Linked DNA regions of Mus musculus: region 2 is linked to region 1. The links are chromatin contacts, called in public Hi-C maps. All regions are on one chromosome and are shown on one strand. Each heading gives the region's core, a stretch centred on a gene start, on an enhancer-like site or on the middle of the called end of the contact. The rest is flanking DNA. Distances are from core to core; before and after follow the strand shown. Region 1 has its middle 45 kb from the start of Olig1. Region 2 has its middle 21 kb from the start of Ifnar2.

Region 1 (2,700 bases), core at 147-2,646:
TAGACATTATGATCCCCAGCTTTGGGGCCAACAAGGGTGCGGGCCTGGAGAAGCTGGTCTCCTCCTGCCTGCAGTCTTGGAACGTGTTGGTGATGTCATAGTCGAAAGATATGGCGTGCACAGTCTCCAGTGTTCTGAGTGTTTAGCTAGACATTACCAGGAACCTTTAAAATACAGAGTGTGGGTTTCTTCCTGCCAGGAACACCAAGTTGACAGTCCAGACTGTCTGTGTTTGAGAGACAGGAAAGCGTCGGGAAGAAGAGGGACAGAGTGCCACAGAGACTTTCTGGGCAAGGCAAAGGGAAGACACCCTGAGAGAACAGCCATTGCTGACTTGAGACTAGGGGTCAATATACTGGCCACATCATTGGGTCTAGGAAGCTTGGCTCAGAACGATCAATTCATCTAACTCATTTCCCAAGTGGGGGCGGGGGGAGAAAGCTGGGTGAGCGTGATACATTTTTTTTTAGTTAGACACATATGGGTTGGATTCAAAAGTAGTCTTCTGGTGGCTGTGTGAAGATTAAATGTATCAACCAACATATAGAAACATTCCAGCATGGTGCTGGGGACAAGAAATATTACACATCCAGGCACATAACAAATATTGGAATAAGAGCAAGGTTAGGAGAGGCAACTTCCTTAGCTGCCTAAAGACCTTAGCCAACCCCACTGTCAAATGCCCAGAACCCAGAGGCACTGCCTGGGGTCACCTTTGTCTCCATCTCTCTGCCTGTGACCTCTTTATTTTATTTGCAATGGCGCTCCTCCCTCCGAGGAATTCCAAGGTTCTTAACAAACTTTAAATTACCCAAGGGAGACAGGTCCTCCCAGGCAAGAGAGCAAAATAAAGTACCTCTACCAAAATAAATTCCCTCCACCTCCAAGTCTGTCTCCCTCTGCGACACCCCCTCGCCTAAAATAACTCAAACACAACCTGTAGCCAGCCAGGACCGAGCTCCTCTGCACACGAATAAAGGGGTTTTGTGGGAAACCCCAGAAAAGCATTTTAAAAAGCCCAGTGCATCTGTTTTTTAGTTACTGCCCCATGCCATACTTAGAATTCAAGTCCCTCTAGCTCACAGAGGAGCAGATTTTCCTTCTGGGATACTGCCAGATCTGCTGTGATCACAGTGTTATCTGTAGTTTATTGGTTTCCCAGGAGACACAGCTCCTCTGAGGACCAGCCTCCCAAAGAGAAACCTGGCTCTGCTGAGATCGATAAGGCAGAGGGGTGGCTAGGACCCTGGAGCTAGGATCGCAAGATCGCCTCCACCGGTTCTGTGTGTTTAAAGTTTCAGGAAGAAAGGGACTCATTTGCTAGTTGTTGGGGTAAGACTGTGATGGAGTCCAAGAAGTCCGTGAGTTTGTAGTGCACTAGCCAGTAAGGGGCGCTGTTGATCGAAAGAACTAGTGGGTGTTGCCCGCGCACAGCGGCTCTTTGCTGGGAAAGAACTGATGAGAGCCTGTAGGCGAACAGGAGTCTTCAGGCCAGAGCCTCGCTCCACCTGAGCAGTTTCTGAATGGAAGCCCATCCCCCGGGGCAGGCTTCCCGCCCGAGGGGCTCCTCTTACCGCGGTGCATCTTAGGTCTTCATTTTTATTTTGTTTTGTTGTTTTTGTTTCTACCCTTTTCTTCTTTTCTTAAAAAAAAAATTGCACATATATTTTGACAGTTTCTCTCCTCTCCCTCAACCCCTCCCAGATCCTTCGAATCCCCCTACCCTTCTGACTTTATGTTCTTTTCTCTGTCTTTAAACAAAAAACGAGACAAGACAAAAAGAAACGCACGCACACAACCCACAAGAAAAGAGAGAAAGAAAGAAAGAAAGAAAGAAAGAAAGGAAGGAAGGAAGGAAGGAAGGAAGAAAGGAAGAAAGAAAGCAAGCAAGCAAAATGGGGCAAAAAACCCTCTTGAGTTCATTTGTCAGCTGACTGCTCCTGGGCAGGAGACCTATACTGAAATTGACTACGTGCTTTGGTTGACAGTTAACTAAATTGTTGGCCAAAGTCTCCAAGTGTGTGTGTGTGTGTGTGTGTGTGTGTGTGTGTGTGTTGGGGTGCTGTCCTAGAGAAAGGGAAAAGAAAAGAACAGATTTTTGAGATGCTGAACTGAACGTCCCATTTGCGATGGGATCTATGGTCATAATTGAATGTTATTGATCACGTGCAGCCCCTTAAGAACGGGCCATCCATTTAGCCTGGGTTTTAGAGAAAACACGGAAATGGCGCTGCGGCCATGTCCCATGCTCATAGTAGAAAGGCCCTTGGACACGCCTGCAGTGAAGGGCTGGCTGTATAAACACAAATAATGATTTAACTACTACTAATAAATATTATCATTATTGAGGCAAGATCTCATGTAGCCAGAATTGCTTCAAACTCACTCCATAGCTAAGGATGGTCTCGACTCTCTAATCCCCCTGCCTCCACATCCCAAGTGTTAGGATCATAGGAGCCCACTATCCACGAAGTGTTTGGACTTGAACACAGGACCTTCTGCATTCTAGGAAAGCACTCAGCCCCCGCACTACATCCTTAAAGCATGTATGCAAATTATTAACAGACAGCCTTGTAGCAAGGCTTACCCCACACTCCGCTGGCGGTATATGAAACAGTGGGGCCTCCTGCTGTTTGCTTGGATTTCTTTCTCTCCCTCAGCGGAGGACAGAATCAAACATGTTTGAAAATAAGGGGTTAT
Region 2 (2,700 bases), core at 54-2,553, 38 kb before region 1:
ATAACAATACTAGGCTCCACTCTATGACCTCTCTAGCCCTGGACCTCTGGCCAGCATTACAGTAACAGACATGGGATTCCATTCTGTGAAACAGGCCTTAAGTGCACTCAGGGAGTAGTTGGCTCCCACATTAGAGGCTTGCTGTTATCGCAGCAGTGAGCACGTCTTGCTTGGCAGGTTGCTACAGCAGCATGCTGGGTCCAGCACCATGCTTTCTTCATATGTGCGTGCATGCATGCGTGCGTGTGCATGTGTATGTGTGTGTTATTTACGTTCCAGAATTATGTAAAATGGAATGGAGGAATCAAAGAACAGAAGCCCCCATTTCTTTCCCAGGTTACCTAAGTGTGTGTGGTCATGAATGTGAAACAGACCTCCTAAGCCCCTCCAACACGGACAAGAGATGCTTGCTGCCTTCTTTCCTCACTGATGAGCGGGAAACGATGTCATTTCCCCCACGGAGCCCATGTGCTTCCTTTCCTAACCAACCAGGTCTATGAGTTTGGGGTATCATTGAAGGGGGAGTTATATGTGTTCTCTGTGCAGAAGGAGTCATCCCTCCATTTCAGCGGCACCTAGTTACAAACCCTTACATCATACAGCATTAGCCAGTGACTCAGGGTGTGGCTGCTGAGCATGGCTGGCAAAGATAAGGCTGTTTTCAGTGCGTAGATCTTACTTCAGAGCAAAGCCCTGGCCGTTTTGGCTGCTCCTGTCCTGTCTGTGGAGGAGGGACATCTATCTACAGGAGGCGTGTGCAAGCTTGAGTCAGCTCTACTCAGTCTGGGCCTGTGTGCCAGGTTTCTATTATTGTAAAGCGTGGAAAGTCACTCCCAAGGAATGCTGTAATATTTTAATAAAACAATTTTGTGTAGCTTTGGACTGGTTCTGTGGCCATAATTAACAGCGCCAGCAGAAGTAACTTGGTGAGGGAATGTTTATTTGGTTTATAGGATACACCCCATCATCGGGGGTTCCCAAGGCAGATGCTCGAGGCAGGGATGAAGCTGGGGTCAGGAACATGGCATAAGCCATGGTGGAGCTTACTGGCTTGCTCAGTCTGCTTTCTTACACAACCCAGGACCACCAGCCCAGGGGTGGTCAGCTATCACTCACTTGACCCTCCCATATCAGTTATCGATTAAAGTTTTAGAAATGTTCCTATAGACTTGTCTGCAGACCAGTATGATGCAAACAATTCCTCAGTTGGGGTTCCCTCTTCTCAATGGTTGTCTTGTGTCATGTAGACAAAAGCTACTGCGATGTTAGATTTTTCCATGGGCAGATGTTATGACCTCTATAGCCAGAAGGTGGCGCCATTTCTCAAGGAAAAGGGTGGAAGCCAGAAAACCTGCCGGGAGGATGTTGACTTGTTGTGTCTGCAACAGGTGATGGTGGAGCGGAGCGAGACACAGAGATTAAAAGGCACAAATGAAACACCCTTGCACAAAGTCATACGACAGGTTCCCAGCAGAGGCAAAGCTAGACATAGGAGTCCTGGTGCATACATTTTCTGCACACATAAAATTTCCCTACCGTGACAGTTTATTCTGATCCTAAATTCTCTCTCTCTCTCTCTCTCTCTCTCTCTCTCTCTCTCTCTCTCTCTCTCTCTGTCTCTGTCTGTCTCTCTGTCGATCTCTCTCTCTCTCTCACACACACACACACCAACCAAACAACTTGGAAACAGAGTGGATCATCTGACACACTGGTGATATTTCAAAATAATTAAGTTGTTGAACTTCTTGCCTCTAAGTCTCAATTACAAGCCAGGTTCAAGCCACACTTATTAGAATTTTAATATATTTGTGATTAAATGGGTAATCTATATATTTTCACACATTTGAACGAGGGAAAAGTCACCACTATGGATGGTATGAAACACTATATTGTTGTCCTTAAAGTGTAGGTCAAGTCAAAATAGTTAAAATCTCTGTGTAACTACTCACACATAAGGTAGCATACGGGCTTTGGAAGGGGCCCCCAGGTAGCAGGCCTGGTGATAGAAATGGCCCTAAGGCCCTGAGACCTCTGCTATTCACACAGTGAACCCCACTAGGAACTGACAGTACAACTGTATAGACATGAGCAGAATCTGAGCTCCACCTCTTTTATGGGGTATTTACTCCGACGTACTTGTTAGGTTTTGGTCAGCTTGACACCAGCTGGAGTCAACTGGGAAGAGGGCACCTCAGACAACACCTCTGCCACATGGACCTATGAATGAGTCTGTGGGGTATTTTCTTAACTAGTGATCAATGTGGGAGGGCACAGCTCATTGTGGGTGCTGTAGCCCTATGCAGGCGGTCCTGGGTTCTATAGGAAAGCAGGCTAAGAAAGCGACAGGAAGCAAGCCAGCAAGCAGCACCCTCCACGGCCTCTGCATCAGCTCCCGCTCCAGATCCCTGCCTCCAGTTCCGGCCCTAGCTCCCCTCAGCGACTCTGGCTTTAACTCACTGCATGTTACTGAGGTCACCGCAAACGCCGTCCCCCCCCCCCCCCCCCGCAATGGCACACTACAAACACCAGTGGTACCTAAAGCAAGAGGTGACTGCAAACAAGGTGCCCCAATGGGAGGCTGTTTCAGCTGGCTTTAGGGATCCAGTGTCCTCTTTGACATCTGGGGACCTCCTTCTGTGGCACTGGTGGCAGTGGAGGTCACCAGCCTGTTGTCCCTGCAGCAAAAGTGTGACCCATTTT

What was found. Hi-C and Micro-C count contacts between places; a contact is called where the count stands out from the background.
Region 2: a Hi-C map of neural progenitor cells shows a contact between it and region 1, with 6 times the contacts expected there. The contact joins two enhancer-like sites. A contact is called at or near these places in 16 of 39 promoter capture datasets (the 3T3-L1 cell line, the HPC-7 cell line, cranial neural crest and 11 more), 1 of 15 datasets of contacts at CTCF or cohesin (stem cell-derived epiblast-like cells), 33 of 484 Hi-C or Micro-C datasets (B cells, the BV-2 cell line, LSK cells and 20 more) and 5 of 115 datasets of contacts at active chromatin or transcription factors (astrocytes, embryonic stem cells, neural stem cells and 2 more).

The regions. Positions count from the first base shown.
Region 1 is chr16:91,313,022-91,315,721 of GRCm38.p6, reverse strand. No RefSeq gene overlaps it. Among named protein-coding and RNA genes, the nearest start is that of Olig1, 45 kb to the right of the region's middle. Within about 2 kb of position 1,396, at least 19 of the 459 cell types and tissues checked have an H3K27ac peak or open chromatin away from gene starts, as enhancers often do. A contact at or near this core is called in neural progenitor cells and neural stem cells, where this site is marked.
Region 2 is chr16:91,350,859-91,353,558 of GRCm38.p6, reverse strand. No RefSeq gene overlaps it. Among named protein-coding and RNA genes, the nearest start is that of Ifnar2, 21 kb to the left of the region's middle. Within about 2 kb of position 1,303, at least 67 of the 459 cell types and tissues checked have an H3K27ac peak or open chromatin away from gene starts, as enhancers often do. A contact at or near this core is called in neural progenitor cells and neural stem cells, where this site is marked.